Linked DNA regions of Macaca mulatta: all the other regions are linked to region 1. A link is a contact called in public Hi-C data. All regions are on one chromosome and are shown on one strand. The core of a region is the stretch at or near the end of the contact, and the rest is flanking DNA. Distances in the headings are between cores, read along the strand shown. Region 1 overlaps ATG10 (autophagy related 10). Region 2 holds the start of SSBP2 (single stranded DNA binding protein 2). Region 3 has its middle 100 kb from the start of SSBP2.

Region 1 (2,819 bases), core at 87-2,586:
TTATTATATAGGTTTAGGGTTTTTACCTAGAGGTCACAAATCCCCAGGCTTCAGGGTTTATTTAAACCACATGCAACATGGGCAAAAGCCTGTGTACATTATGCATTATTCTGAGGTCCATAGCTCTCATTGCATATTGAAAGGGATCCAGGCCCCAAAAAGGTTCAGCTTTACCTAATAAGCAAGGGAGTAGTTAGAAATAATTTTGAGCAAGGGAGTGGCATAAAATTAGTAGTTGAGACTATGAATCGGGTATTTGCATGCAGGGGGAAGGAGAGAATAGAGGCTCTAAAGCAAAGGAAAGCAGGTGGGAGGCTCTGGCAGGCTGGAGGGAAAGAGATGCTTGTGAAAGCCCACTGTGGAAGTGATTGTCTTCAAGGAGATAGAGTGAAAGGAGGGTGTTTAAAGGAAAGCTGTGCTGGAGGAATACTGACAAAATGCTTGTGGAGAAGGTGGGGGAATGGAGGCCAGTGAAGGTGGAATCAGTGTCTGAAGAAATCCATCAGTCAACATTTATTCAGGCCTCTTAAGTCTTTACCACTTTGGTGTGAGACTTTGATGTAAGGATGCTATTCCTGTCACAAGGGGAAGTTAGACCTTCCTTGAAATGCCTGATTAAAAAGATTGGGGTGTCCGCCTCCCATGTATTAAAAATAAGGACATCTATGTATTATAGACTGCCAACGTACATGAAGACTGAAATTAAATGTTTCTTTCAAAATTGCCTGATTTCAAATTTCCAATTAAATTCATGGAAGCTGACATTTCTTCAATATTTTTGGTGCTTTGTTCTGCAGGTATTTAATTGACCAATAGGATAATTGAGTCCTTGCACCCTTTTAATGTCACACACTCCCAAGTGAAGAAATTTCAAATTTTATGGGTATTTCAGAAATAGAGTTTCTCACTGTGTTAGTGCAAAGTAGTTTGGGTTGATCATATTTAATGAAAAAATATTAGACTTCTGAAAAATAACTTACGCCAGCTGACTGTATAGGTCAAAAAAATCTTATACCTACCCCTCAGGTAATACAAACATTTGGGGACCATAACATTAGGGAAATGCTCATATTTGCCTTTGATCATCTGAGTCAGTAGGGAAGATGAACCTCCTGGATTCTAAATTAACCCCACCCAGCTGTTTGCAGATCATCACATCTGGAAGGCAGGTCAAGAGGAAAGGAAATCCTCTTTGAAAAGGTAAAAGCACTTTGCTTTCCAAGCAGATTCCAGGTCAGTCTAGCTGCTGCTTTGTAGGCAAGCCACAAATGGTCTCAAAATCAAAATGGCCTTGGCCTCATTATCTGACAGAGAATGCGGTTGTAACAGGGCTACTGGCTATGGCCTCTGGTGCCTTAACCGATGCCAAAACCCTTTACAGACAGCCTGGTGCCTTCCTTGCCGGTTTCCACAATGGCAGGTATATTAAGGAGTGTCTCCGTGCCTACTGGGTGATGGATGGCTCTCTGGCGGTCTCTGGTGGTCAACATTATAAATGTTTCCAGAGGGAACGGGAATACTGGACTCCATTAGAGCAAATGCAAAAACAAACATTTAGAGGAATATGCTAACATTCTCTAATGTGAACCTAAGTCTGATACTAACTTCTAGCTATAACTCAGATGGATCACTATGGTATATTGTTTATCTGTAATATAGAGTAGCATCTTAGAGTGAGTTATACATATTTAACTTCTTTAGTGGAAGAAGGTGAAGAATTCATCCCTTTAAAGTCAATTCATATTTATTCTCCTTCCTTCCTTCCTTCCTTCCTTCCTTCCTTCCTTCCTTCCTTCCTTCCTTCCTTCCTTCCTTCCTTCCTTCCTTCCTTCCTTCCTTTCTTTCCTTCTTTCTTCTTTCTTTCTTTCTTTTTTCCTTCCTTCTTTCCCTTCCTTCCCTTCCTCCCTCCCTCCCTCCTTCCTTCTTTCCTTCCTTCCTTCTTTCTTTTTCTTTCTTCTTTCTCTCTCTCCCTCTCCCTCCCTCCCTCCCTCCTTCTCCCTCTTTCCCTCCCTCTCTCTCTCTCCCTCTCTCCCCACTGCCAAATTCACATTTCTTTAATGGTTTTTATAACAGGCAATTTCCAAGATGTGACTGTGTGAGTATTTGTGGGCATATTTAAGTAAGTGTGTTAACTTTTTGATTGCCAGCTCTCTGTAGATCTGAACATAAAATCTTTTAATTACCACAGTTATAAATGACCATATTAGCAGCTTGCTATCTTGTACCAATGAGTGAATTGGAAATAGGTAGTTGTTATGTTAAAGAGAGCTGGTGAATATGCTTCAACACATATGTTTCCACACTGCATGTTACTAGGTACATGAGGGTTCTTTTTACTTCTTTTTTTTTCCTTTCTAAATTCTTGGTAGACTATGTATAATCAGTGAAATAAACATCACCCATTACTCAGTTCAGTCTTCCCTGAAGTATTAGTATTTCAAACAATCCTATTACCAAAGCATTATTTTGATACTTTATTAAAAGTCCTACAGCTCTAGCATTGCTATACTCAAACACAGCTTTATGCAATTAGGATTATAATGGAAGCTTTATTACAATGATGTATAACTTGTATCATCCTAATAAAAGTTTCTGTACACAGCAATACTTTAATAACATTGTTTCTGTAACAGTGATTCCTTAGTAATGGAGCTTCTCTTATAGCAACTTCATTATTAGGAAATGATTTCAGTAATAGAAATGCAAATAAAGATTTTGAAGGGAGCATTTTATGCATAGCACTATTACTGGCCTGCTATCTTTTCATGCATTACATCTAATCATTATAAACCTATGACACAGGTTATAGTTATGCTTAT
Region 2 (2,819 bases), core at 203-2,702, 470 kb before region 1:
TGGTCACAGTCACTATTCGTTCTCATTTTTAGTAACAACCAAATCACCGTTACAAGTGCACAAGAATAGCAGCAAACCGCTCTGCTTTGCAGTGTGCCGTGACAGTGGTATCCCGGGCCGGGAGGGGCTCTGTTCTCGCCAGCCGCCTCTTGGGCTCCCACCGAAGTTAACACCTGTATCTCCCCACAACTGTAACCAAGCGGCTCCTTCCCACCTGAACGCTTCTCCCCTCCCACAAACCCCTTTTCGGACCACTGCCCCTCCCCGCCGCAGCTGCCCTCCTCGGGCGCCCCCGGCGGCTCCCACAACTCCCCTCCGCGCGCCCCCGACCACCGCCCCGCCGGGCCCGCCCCTCCCACCGCTCGGGGGCTGCCAGCCTCACAAAAAGTTCGCCAGCCGCCGCCGCGGAGTTGGGTCCGCTGCGAGAGGCAGAAACGCCAGCCTCCTCCAGCGGATCCTGCTCCTCGTCAGCACACTTTAGCTCCCCGGGAATTCGTCCCTCTCCGACTCCCAAACTTCTGCGGCGTCTCCGGCGCCCACCCGCCCCCGCCCCCGCCCCCGCCCCGCGCGGCCCGAGGGACTGCGGGCGCCGAGTCAGTAGCTGCCCAGGAAAGCCCGGACGCCCACCCAGCCCACGCCCTCCGCGCCCCGCGCGCGTCTCCGCGCCCCGCGGGGCCCCGCTCGGCCGCTCCACGCCCGGCTTCCGCCCGCCGCGCGCCCGGCACCGCCGCCCTCGCCTCGCCCCGCGCTCGCGGCCCTGAGCCCCAGCGCCCAGGCCCCCGCCGCCGCGCTCCCCGCGCGGCCCTCCCCGACCCCGGCCCCGACCCTGGCCGGCCCGCCAAACACCCACATTCCCACCGCACGCCTTCCTACACGCAGCTGCCCCTCCCGCCACCCCCGGCGGCTCCCCGGGTCCCCGGAGCCCCGGACCCCAGCTCTAAAGTTACTTTGGAAGGTGAACCCGCGGGTTATTTCCCTCAATCACCCAAACAAGTTTCCATCCTCGCCACCAGCACCACCGCCGCCCCTCAACACACCCGCTCCCTCCCGCCGACAGCCCCCTGCGGCCGCCCGCCCCGCGCCCGCACCTCCAGGGAAAGCGCCGCTCCCCGCACCACACGCCCCCATCGCGGCACCCCTCCCCCTGCCAGCCCACCCCCGGCGCTCCCCGGGCGGAGAGTGTCTGTGTCTCCCAGAGTGTGCGAGTGCGTGCGTGAGTGTGCGCGCGTGTGAAGGCGGAGGTGGGTGAGAAGCGGAGACACTTACTTCTCCCGGGCCTGGCTGTCGGACGGGACGGCGCTGCTGTTACTCTTGCCTTTGCCGTACATGCTTGTGCCGAGAGCAGCTCCCACTGTCACGCACCTGTCAACCCATCACAGCCTCCCCGGGAACAGCCCCGTCCCCATGGCGACCCACGCAGCCACCCCCACTATTGGCCGCCCCACGCCAAAGCTCCGCCCCCTTCGCCCAGGCAACGCGCGAGACTGACAGGCCTCCCCCTCCCTCCGGCCTTCCGAAGCGCGCGGTGGCGGCTACAGCCTCAGCGGCAGTCTCCTCCCTCCTTCCCTCCCTCCCCGGCTCCCTCCCTCCCTCCTTCCCTCTCTGCTCTCCTCCCTCCACCCGCTCTCCTTCCCCCTCCCCCCTCCGAACCCGGGCGCAAGGGGGGAATTAGAAACTGCTCTAGAAGGATTTTAAACAACTGGCTGTTCTCTCTGCCGCCACCCCTCCCCCCGTGCCGCCCGCGCTCGGCTCCTCACTGGAGAGAAGGCGCCGGGAGGAGGAGAAACTGCGGCCTGGAGTCTCCGGCCGGAGCCGGCGGAGCTGGAGCCGTGGCGGCCCCAGACTTCGGGGCGCCCGCCGAGTCTACAGACAGAGCCACGGCCCCAGCCGCCCTGGGGCCCCGATCAGCCCCTCTCCCGCTTCTCTCCTATGCGTGACCCCGCGCCGGTACCCACGATTGATTTCTGCCGTCCTCAGCCCTACCCCCTGGGTTGTCGCCCCCGCCTTGTTCCCAGAGGGCCGGCTGGCGAGAGACACCCGCGCTATTCCCTCGACCTTCTGACTGAGCGGCCGGTAGCGACTCGCCTTCTCTCCTGGGGAAGGACTGCACCTCCGGCCCTCGGCGCCGCTGCGGTGGCGGCGCCCGGGGCCGCACCCTACGCCTCAGGGGAGCACCCGGCCTGGGGTCGGCCTCCTCTGTAAGAGGTGAGCGGACCTCCCGAGGAGGCCCGGTGACTCCTGCGGCCGCAGCGGCCCCTGCCCTAACCCCTCCTTGCACGGAGCCCCGCGGCGCCCTAGACACCCCGCCAGATCTGCCGCAGAAGAGGGCCCCAGGCTTCCCCACCCGGCCTGGTTTAACAGTTTGGGTCGGTGATGGCTATTCATCCTGACCCCTGGAGTGGAAAAGGCCAGAAAAGGTCTTGAAAGACTTCCCTGTCCTTGCCCGTTAGAATAGGCCCCAGGGCGCCCCAAGGTGTACAAAGCTGTGCCAGGGCTGAAAGGCTGCCCGAGAATGTTTCTGTATCCAAATCCCTAATCCCATTTCAGTAAACGCGCAAAAGTTTCAGAAACACACACAACCTGGTTCCCAGTAGAACTCTGCATCCTTTATGTTGTTGAAATGTTTGTAAAATCAGACGGGTGCAAATGGGGTTAGAAAGAAGATGGGCTTCACACGGGGAAGAAGGGGACAGATGGGGGTGGGACAGGGCGACATCTGGAAAGGATGAAAAGACAAGAAGTAGCTATGGGAGGAGAGGGAAATAGGATTCGCGTGGAGGAAAGTACAGTTCTATTCCACACACATACAGCTTTAAGCA
Region 3 (2,819 bases), core at 171-2,670, 370 kb before region 1:
TCTGCAGCCTTGAATTTGGCAGTGTGGTCCCGATGCCTGCATGGAAGGCTTGTTGGACCCAGCTTGAGAGCTTCCTAAAATATCCTTGGGCCTGATGCAATATCACTTTGTGATGGCACTGCATTGCGATGTGGTGACAGGATAACCTGGTTGGAGAGGGAAGGCCTTTTATGTCTTCATATAATTTCATCTGAGAGAGGCCAAATGAGCCCAGCACTCCCAAAGGAGAATGGGTGGGTTAGAAGAGTGGTTAAGCTCTCTGATGTGGAAGGAATAGAGTTCCCACCCACCTACCCCCAGGACAGAAGGGTAGATGCCTGGGAGATGCTAGTTAGGAGAAGGGAAACTCCGGAGGACAGCCCCAAGGGGCCTCTCAGCAGTTCACAGGGGCTCTAAAATGCTAAGGGGAGGAAGGGCGGTGTTAAAATCAGCCTTCACCCTGGAGAAGGCAGCACAAAAGAACAGGGCAGCTTCCCCCTAGAATATGCCCTCTGAGTAAGGGAAAAGGAGTTGGACTGGGAAAGGAGAGATGACACAGGCCTGGTGTGGAGAAAGCCACCAGGAGCTCCAGCACTCTCCAAGGTTTGGCCTAGGTCATCTCCAAATAAAAACAGTTTACCTAGCTCTAGGCAAGCCCTTGTTCTGCATAATGATTTGAATTTTAAAATGTGACTTAAACCTTGCAAAGGAATGCAACTCTTTTCTCCCTCCCCCAGGCCATTCTATCTTTCTTAGAGGGCCAGAGGTGGATCAGAGGGAGGAGGGTTTAAAATTTTAGCCCCTTTACCAAAACATGGAAAGTGTCAACCACTAACTCTCCCGCCATCCCCGCCCCCAATGCTCAAAGTGTTCAAAACTAAAAGCTACAGCATCTTTTCAGCAAGTAATCAGCACAAGTTGAAAGGCACATGCTGTTGCATTTCTGATCAGATTGTATGTTAAGCAAGAAAATATACCCCCACCCCAATCCTTTTTGGCTAAATGCATGTCTGTTTAAAGAAGCCACCAGGCAGTGCCTCTCACTTTGTCTTGGCAGGGCACAACCATCAGACGAAGTGGGAGGAAGAAACATTAACTTCAACAGCTGTTTCTTGACCCCGGCTGTCAGTCTTCCCAAGAATAAATTTTGGAGAGTCCTATTTGAAACAAAGAGGGAGTTTTGGGGGAGAGAAAAGTTGGTTGGTTCCAGGGCGGCCGCCCAAAGAAGCAGGGAACAAGATGTTTGCAGTTACCACGCAGCCTGCAAGCCTCTGCCGGGTGCAGGGATGGAGCAAAGTAACTTGAAAGCTCCCCTCTCGGCGCCCTGTGCCTGCAGCTTCCCCCCCTAACGCGCGCCCAGATCCAGCGCCGGTGGTAGGAGCCGTAGCTCGACTACAGTAATTCCCCAGCTCGGGCGGCTTGAAACTGCTCGGGCTGAATAGCATTTGCTGTTCCGTCCTGCGACCGCCTCCCGCCGCGGCTGCCGCGCTCCCTGCAAAGCAGCTCTCATTATCCCGGAAGTTGTGCTGACACAGTCTCGCTGCCACCAGAAGTTTGTCAACATCAAACTTCTCCTGTGTGGGGTACGTTCACCTTCCACGAGTATTTAATCGAGCCAACAAGCAAACAAACAAACCCAAATAAACCTGCCCGTGATGTTATGGTCTTTTTTTTTTTTTTTTTTTTTTTTTTTTGCTTTCCTGGAAAGCTGGAGCTGTTAGGAATGTGCTGGTGGGGTCTGAGAGTGCCTGTGGGGTTGGTTGGGGGCGGGGGTGGGCGGGTGGCGATAAGGGGGACGGCCCCCCGGGTAGGGAGTGAGGAAGGGGCTGCGAAGGCGGCAGGCGGGCAGCTAGAGCTGGGGGCGGGGAGGGGGCTGGGGGCCGGCGAGTAGGTCCTGCAGCCTCTTGGCTGCCGCTTGTTTGGAGGATGTACGGACAGGGGCGAAGGTGGCTTTGGGTCCCCCGACCCCGCAACAAAGGTTATTTGGAAGTGATGGCGAGGCAAAGCTGGGAGGGCCGGGACGCCCACTGTGCTCTCCACAGTCCTGCAGGACATTTCTGCAGACATCTCACGGCATCTTTCGGAATAAAGGGCACTGGGGTCATAAAATGTATTCTGAGACTTAAATTGCAACATGAAAAAAAAATCCATAGGATTGGAGGGCCGGGATATACCATCATTTCTGTCTTTGAGAGGTCTGTTCTGATACCTTGATTAAGACCATTTGGTCTAAGCTTAACTGACTCCCTCGGCCAGGTCTCGGCGTTTAGTTCAAGTTGCAGCAGCACAGTTTGATGTTTGTGGTTTCCAGTTGCTCCCCTGCTGAGATGCTCCAGGTGCTCCCCCAGCTCCTGGGGACTCTGATTAACCCTTTCCGTTCCATAGTTTTACCCGGACAGGGTCAGTCCCGCTCAGATGATGGAGAGGACAAGGTCGGCCTTGCAGAGTTGAGACACAGGCATTCATGAAGTGGTGCTACTTGGGGGCCACAGGCTTTTGTGGAGGAGCTGGAACTTCAGACACTGAGAATAACTTTGTATCTGCTTTGGAAAGCCACTTGTACTGCACTGAAACAGGGGAGAACAGAAAGGGGGTTACGGTAATACCCCACGTGATGTCAAGGCAGATGGGGCGGCTGAGTTCAATATCTGTCCACTTGTGGGTGCAGCAACACTCCTCTACTCTTCAAAAATAAGTCGGAGTGAGTAAATATCTCTGAAGAGATTAATATTACTCATTATCCCACTATGATATTGTGGGAGTGGGGAGGCAGGTTTCATCCATTTAGGAAGCCAGGAGCTGAATCTTCTCTTCTTGTTGGTAATCTGTTAGTGACTATG

What was found. Hi-C and Micro-C count contacts between places; a contact is called where the count stands out from the background.
Region 2: a contact with region 1 is called in a Hi-C map of fetal cortical plate, with 2.3 times the contacts expected there. The contact joins the promoter of SSBP2 here to the enhancer-like site in region 1. A contact is called at or near these places in 2 of 14 Hi-C or Micro-C datasets (fetal cortex germinal zone and fetal cortical plate).
Region 3: a Hi-C map of fetal cortical plate shows a contact between it and region 1, with 3 times the contacts expected there. The contact joins two enhancer-like sites. A contact is called at or near these places in 2 of 14 Hi-C or Micro-C datasets (fetal cortex germinal zone and fetal cortical plate).

What each region holds. Positions count from the first base shown.
Region 1 is chr6:88,534,080-88,536,898 of T2T-MMU8v2.0, forward strand. The region is part of intron 5 of ATG10 (autophagy related 10); the gene reads left to right. Among named protein-coding and RNA genes, the nearest start is that of RPS23, 47 kb to the right of the region's middle. Within about 2 kb of position 1,337, at least 7 of the 40 cell types and tissues checked have an H3K27ac peak or open chromatin away from gene starts, as enhancers often do. A contact at or near this core is called in fetal cortical plate, where this site is marked.
Region 2 is chr6:88,061,805-88,064,623 of T2T-MMU8v2.0, forward strand. It overlaps SSBP2 (single stranded DNA binding protein 2), which reads right to left and starts at 1,453. Exons shown (of 17, transcript NM_001260682.1): 1 at 1,267-1,453. The coding sequence starts at 1,328.
Region 3 is chr6:88,162,566-88,165,384 of T2T-MMU8v2.0, forward strand. No RefSeq gene overlaps it. Among named protein-coding and RNA genes, the nearest start is that of SSBP2, 100 kb to the left of the region's middle. Within about 2 kb of position 1,421, at least 38 of the 40 cell types and tissues checked have an H3K27ac peak or open chromatin away from gene starts, as enhancers often do. A contact at or near this core is called in fetal cortical plate, where this site is marked.